Regions from separate parts of the Zea mays genome. Here region 1 is linked to region 2. Evidence: chromatin contacts called from public Hi-C data. All regions are on one chromosome and are shown on one strand. The core of a region is the stretch at or near the end of the contact, and the rest is flanking DNA. Distances in the headings are between cores, read along the strand shown. Region 1 holds the start of LOC103650117 (bidirectional sugar transporter SWEET17). Region 2 holds the start of LOC100280285 (pectinesterase).

Region 1 (3,428 bases), core at 552-3,051, 530 kb before region 2:
TTTCAAGGGAGTACAAACTATATATAAAGAGAACATGAAATAAAAAGGAGCATCTCAAAATCTAGTTACGGCAAACAAACAAATAAAGCCTCGTTAAAAAGGTAAGAAAAGAGGTTGATGATCAATTAGAGTTAGTTTGGAAACTCAATTTTTTCCAGAGATTACTCTTTTCTCAAGAGAAAATGAAATAATTTTTCTTAGTAAAATGAAAATTACTTGAAAAAATGGAGTTTTTTTTCTAAACTAGCCCTTAGTATATATATAAATATGCGAGGAAAGAACTTACCATGGCAGCAAGGGGTGACCCGTACATGAGTACGTTGAGGCAGGCACATATCATCCCTATCACCATGATTCTCATGTTTAATTCGTTAATGGCGAACGTGGTGGCCACAAACACTACTCCAAAGCCACCGATGTCCAACGCTGCTGCCAGCTTCGCCGTCTTAACCTGTATAATACACAATAAAACACTAACGGGTAATAATAAAGCATTGATTTTATTAGAGTGTATTTGGCTTAATATATAAAGGAATGAGGTTCACACTTTTTTTGTTTGGTGGAACGGAATTGTTGATCCTTCACTAATCACTATCTCATGTGTCTCATTAGCTAATAACTAGTATAAGCGTGTGAAGTGAGGTGATTTTATAGAATTCATAGGACAAACTTCAATAAGTCCCGGAAAATAGAACAGAACAATTAGATCTAGTTTGAAAACTTAATTAAATTCTTTGGTGGATTCTCGGGGATTGAGTGAAAAATTAAACTAATATTTATCCCTCAATCTCTAGGAATCTCGAAGAGGATCAGATTTAAATTTCCAAACTAACCGTTAATGAGGATGCAAATATGTATAACAGCATATGAGAACACGGAGTGCTTCAAGGAACACTTATGAATCGACTACACAGCAGCCAATTCTTATTAGGAAGCAAAGCAACGGTATTGTGCGTGGACTGATGAATTAACACGCACGGCCGGAGAACCGAGAGAGAAATATGTATGATGATCCCTCACCCTTGTGGCATGATTGGCGGCGTAGACGATGAAGAGGACGACGTAGATGGCCTCCATGGCAGCCCCAAAGCCATTGACGGTGGCAACGAGGAGCCCGTCAGGCTTGGTGGCGCCGTAGTAGAGCCACAGCAGCGCGTTGAGCAGCGTGAACACGTACGGCGCCGGCTCGAACTCCTCCGTCGACCCGCTCCGCACGATCCTCCAGAACGTCTTGCTGTGTATTTATATATGCATGGTAGCTTTCAGTTTGCAGCTATAGCTAGCAGCGACGACGGCAGGAAAACTATGTATATATCGAGACACTCTTACATGGGAGAAATGAAGACCAGAACTGAGATGATGTTGCCTACAAAGGAGAAAGCGAAGCAGCTGGATTAAAGGCTATAGTAACAAAGCAATTATAATACTAACTAAGCTACTGATTTTAATCCTCCTTACTATACATATATACACATGCTTACCTATGACGCCGATGATGAAGAGTGTGGAATCCATGGAGGTTCAAGATAGGCAGACAGACAGGAGGCCACACAGCTGGCGGCTCAAAACGGAAGCAAAGCGGTAGATCGAGATCCAGTCAGCTCAGCTGCTGTCTCTACTGCCCTTGAGCGGGAGAGAGGACACCAGGGACCGCTGAAATGCATATTTCAAGCAGCCTGAGGCCGACCGCGTGCAGTGCCATTATAGATTACGCCCAAACCTACCTGCCCTTCTTACAGGCACTGCAGTGGCATGCATGAACATGTGAACGACTCAGGCCCCGCCTCTCGTGTAACACATGAAGATATTTTCTGAAAAAAACGTATAAATACCTATATACGCTACACTGCCGGAAAACTGGGCTTCTATCCCTTGACTTCGATACAGGTTCTTTTAGAATGGGCACTGAAACAAATTGTAATACCGCATAGCTAGCAAGAGCAAACCGTTACTCGTGCCTACCAAAATTTGTTGAAGATTTTTTATTTACGCGTTTGTTGCCGTCGATCTGGACACCAATCACTGCGAGGTGTACCGACGGCAGTGCGGGCGTTCTATGGCCTAGGGGAAGTCTAGACCCGTTCCTAGGCGTTCTCCAACAACTCCCACAAGTTTAGAGGTTAAACTCGCGTGGAGAAAGGAGCTTAATTCGTCTGATCTAATCCTATCACGGACTATCGACGCCTATAGGCGGACTGTCCGCAGGCCGAACTGTTCGAGCCTCAGGACTGGACCGTCCGGCCATGCCCAATATCACAAATGGTGCTCAACACATGCCCCCTGCATTTTTGGGAAGTTCAGCAAATCAAAAGCACTGGTGCAGGCTGGAAACAACTCGATGTGACAACATTGGTTCTCCTAAGCATCTTGCCACATACTAGAATGATATTGCTTCAGGAAACGACCATTCAGCGTCTTGGGTATGTCCTCACCTTGCAAAGTTTATAACATGTAGGCATTACCAGCTATTACTTGTGTTTTTCTATAAGGGCCTTCCTAGCTTGGTGATCATTTGCCGAAGTTTCGGTCCCTGCTTCTTAGTGGCAAGACGGTCTTCCAAACCAGGTCTGCAACCTGGAATGACTTAGCCTTGACCTTCTTGTTGTAAGCTTTGTCAACCATAATCTTATCTTTCTCGAGCTCTCCTAGAGCCACCAATCTCTTATCGGTTACTTCATCAATATTGTCCATCATCAAATTATAATAATCTCCGACAGCTAGACGTCCTGCCTGGAAAACCTGATAGCATTTAGGCTTATCTTCACAAGCAAAACAACTTCCTGTCCATAAACAAACTCAAAAGGAGAGACATTAGTAGCACGGTGTTTATATATTCTATGAGCCTATAGAGCCTTAGACAAAACCTTATGCCAATGCCTAGGATAATCAGATATCTTCTTATTTATAAGGCTAATCAACGTCCTGTTACTAGACTCAGCTATCCATTGGCCTGGGCATAATATAGAGAGGAATTGAGCAATTTGATCTTATATAATTTAGCATACTCACGTACCACATTTGACATAAAAGAAGTCTCCTGGTCCATAGCCAAAGTTTGTGAAATGCCGAATCTATGAATGATATGCTCAGTTATAAACTCAATTACCTCTTTATGTGTCATGTTCTTCAGAGCAACAGATTCAGTCCATTTGGTGAAGTAATTTGTGGCAACCAACACAAATCGATGCCCCTTTGATGGCGAAGGATGAATTTCTCCTACAAAGTACAAACCCCAACCCCTAAAGGGCCAAGGTTTGATAATATGATGTAGTTTAGATGTGGGGACTAACTGCAGATTACCGAACTTCTGACATACTTGACATCCTTTGTAGTATTTGAAACAACCAGCTATCATGTCATGCCAATAGAAGCCAGATCTTTTCAATAGCCACTTTTTCTTTGGAGCCGATTGATGAGTACCACAAACG
Region 2 (3,341 bases), core at 564-3,063:
GCATGCACCTTTTCTCCTCTCCCTCCTCAGCATGCTCGATCGCTCGTGCCGTCGTGCGTGCACGCGCACGCGCACGCACAGTATATAATCGGCAAGCGAAAGAATCTAGTACACGCGGTATGCTTCGTGCTCTTTGTACTGTGAAATTGCAGCGGCGAAAGAAGCTAGCTAGCAGCCAAATCGATCGGTGGGGTAGACCGGCGGTGGTGGTGCTATTTGGACCAGCGCAGCAGCAAAAGCTGCACATGTGCTTGCTGCCACTCGTGGCAGAAATTTAGCAGCCCGTGAAATACCATGCCAACACAGGCAATATACTTACAGTACTTAGGAGCTAAGATATACTCCTGTATGCATGCTTCCTCCTATACTTTTATACTCTCTATCTCTCTTTTACGGTAACTTTATGCAGTTGTTCTACGCCCCCCCCCCCCCCCCCCCCCCAAAAAAAAAAAAATTCTTCCCTGACTTTTCGCTCCGAGATAAAAAAAATTTCAGGACAGAGTAGCGAGTGGGTGCTGCCCACTAGTACAAACACTGCATGCGCTTTTGCAATGATGAACTGGTGAATTGGATTCGGGTGTCAACACAACAGGCAGTACCGGATCGGGTCGTTTAATTTAATGCGCGATGCGATGCGAGCAATTAGAATGTAATTAAGCACTCAAACATAGTAGCAGTGTACTTACCGACTGTGGCCGAGCGGAAGGTGGTGTAGCCGTCGACGACGTTGCGGCTGGCCTTGATGACGGTCTTGCCGATGCCGTCGCCGACGAACATGAGGTTGACGTGCTTCTTCCCGACCTCCACGTTCTCCATGTACGCGCCGGCCTTAATGTAGATCACGTGCCGCTTCTTCGAGTTGGTGGGGGCGGCTGCCACGGCCGCCGCCACCGTCGTGTAGTCCCCGCTGCCGTCCTTGGCCACCACCGCGTCGGCGGCAACGGCCGACGCCGGGGCCTGCAGCAGGCGCCGGTCCCCGGGACGCACCCACCGGGGGAACCCCTTCACCATCTGCCCGTACCCCGTGAACGGCTGCCGCGGCGGCGCTGGCGCCGCTGAGGCGCCGGCGCCGGGCAGCTTCTTGGCCATGGCCAGCGAGTTGCTCACCATGCGGGACACGTGGTGGAAGGTCGGCTCGATGTAGCGCCGCACGCGCCCGCCGCTCTGGTACGCGAAGCCGTCGAGGCAGGTGTACTGGTTGGTGATGGCCGCCGAAAGCACCGTCATCACGTGCTCCATCGTCGCGCGCCTGGCGCCCTGCGACACGCCCGCCGACGCCGACCCCCTGCCGGCGGGGGACGCCAGGTCGGCGGTGCTGGCGCGGAGCTCGTCCATCGTGGTGGACAGCAGCTCCAGGCAGTCGTTGATGGCCAGGCGGTCCCGCGCCGACAGGGACCTGTCCTGCAGGTAGTACGAGCAGTTGCTGGACGTGGCGACCACCACGTCCTCGGTGCGGTTCACGGCCGCGCAGATGACGTCCGGGAGCGGCTTCTTGTGTAGGTCCGGGATGTCCGCGAGTGTCGACAGGCAGAGCTCCGGGTACAGCGTGCCGTCGCAGTGCGCGGCGGCGGCGGACTCCGCGGACGGGTAGAAGGGGACGGTGCCGGCGGCGGTGGCGGCGGTGGCAGCGCATGCGACAATTAGGAGGACCAGGAGATGCTCGCCTCTCTTGGGTATGGGTGGCATTGTGTCCTTGTCTGTGGCAGCTCGCTCTAGTGTGCAGTGGAGAGAGCTGCAGCCTGCAGGCCTGAATGGCTGATAGATAGATAGATTGCGGATTTGGTGTTTGCACTTCCCACGAGAGGTTTATGCAATGCAATGCACAATGCAATGCATCTCTATGTAGAGAGGCCCTACCTATATATGTGCAGCAAGTAGGAGCCTTTCGTGTCGGTGTTGGAATTGGAACCGAGATCCGCCGGACTCGCCAAAAATAAGGGATGGTCTTTAGTCACTTGTCAGTTAATGGACAACAAATTAAAGGAATGCTACATTGCTACTGGAGTAGAGTATACTGGAGTTCGCTAGCTCATTGTTCTGTTGTCATCTGAACCAGAGTCCAGAGGTTGACATGCTCAACCATGGTGGCTGGCTGTTTGCTAGGTATGTTGTTGTCTGCAGTTCAAAGCTATTAGCCTTAATAAATAACTTTTCTTTGCCATGAGCTGTAGCAAGTGAAAGAAGGGGGAAACTGGTAACTTACCTGCACTGCTTTGTGCTGTGCTGTGCTATGCTGGACAAATAATGAAGGACAATTTTCAGCAAGGCTGTGTGCCTAGGACAACAATTGAAATAGGCACTCCGAGCAAGCTTGCCCCCACCCATCAGCATAAATTATCTTATGGCATTAGCCGAATCATGCCAAGACGTCTATAAAAATAGCCTAGACCCCTAGAAATTGGGTTTCGGGGCATGACGGCGGCTACAACTGCTTGAGGCGCGAGCGGTGGCTGGACATCAACGGCGGCTTTATGTGGCGCGAGACGCGAGCGGCGGTGTGAGGCACGAGCGGCGGACCGAGGCAACGTCAGTGAGCGGCGGCCCTAGGTGACATCGGCGAGCAGCTCCCCAAGACGCGAGCGTCATGGCGGCCTCAACTGCACAAGGCACGAGCGGCGGCAACCGCCCGACGCCGAGCGGCGACGCGAGTGTATACGGCGGCCATGGCCCGATGCCGAGCGGCGATGGTGACGGTGACCGCCCGTGACAGCATCTAAAGACGATGATCTCCTCTGATCCGGCGTGTCTCGGGCATCCTTTGACAAAGACCACATTCGATCTGGTGGCTTCAGAGATGTTCGCCAATCCGGTGGCGTTAGGGTCGTCGTCCAGCGTCGTTCTCCCACCGATCCGCGTTTATGCCTTCCATGATTATGTTGTATGCACACTATTTATGCATTCTATTGGGAATTTTTATGATGATGAATACAACGTCTCTCACGTGGCTTCGATTTTTTATGGTAACCACCTAAATTCACGCACATTTGTTACGGGGATGTCAAACGTGATATCACACTGACCATTATTATAACATTGTGGATTTTTATGCTTACCAATGTCAATATTTATGCTTAAAATTAGGATGTTTATGCTCAAACATGTGGATGCGTCCACCAATGTCCCGCATGCATATTTTTTGCATGCACAGTAAAAAGGGAATCCCTTAATTTATGGTGTTCGTAAATGCCATTAAAATCAAATTGTTTAATCAATTCCCCCTAATCAACTCTTCTAATCAACCCCCTAATAAAATCCCTTGATTTATGGTGGTCACATGGACGTGAGAGCTAATGGTTGAGAGTGAATGAACATTTACGATGTTATCTATCATTATATGTGCT

What was found. Hi-C and Micro-C count contacts between places; a contact is called where the count stands out from the background.
Region 1: a Hi-C map of leaf shows a contact between it and region 2, with 8 times the contacts expected there. The contact joins the promoter of LOC103650117 here to the promoter of LOC100280285 in region 2. A contact is called at or near these places in 3 of 25 Hi-C or Micro-C datasets (ear, leaf and tassel).

What each region holds. Positions count from the first base shown.
Region 1 is chr3:57,333,818-57,337,245 of Zm-B73-REFERENCE-NAM-5.0, reverse strand. It overlaps LOC103650117 (bidirectional sugar transporter SWEET17), which reads right to left and starts at 1,801. Exons shown (of 6, transcript XM_008675772.4): 1 at 1,482-1,801; 2 at 1,330-1,366; 3 at 1,021-1,234; 4 at 287-451. The coding sequence starts at 1,515.
Region 2 is chr3:56,808,572-56,811,912 of Zm-B73-REFERENCE-NAM-5.0, reverse strand. It overlaps LOC100280285 (pectinesterase), which reads right to left and starts at 1,813. Exons shown (of 2, transcript NM_001153213.1): 1 at 687-1,813. The coding sequence starts at 1,686.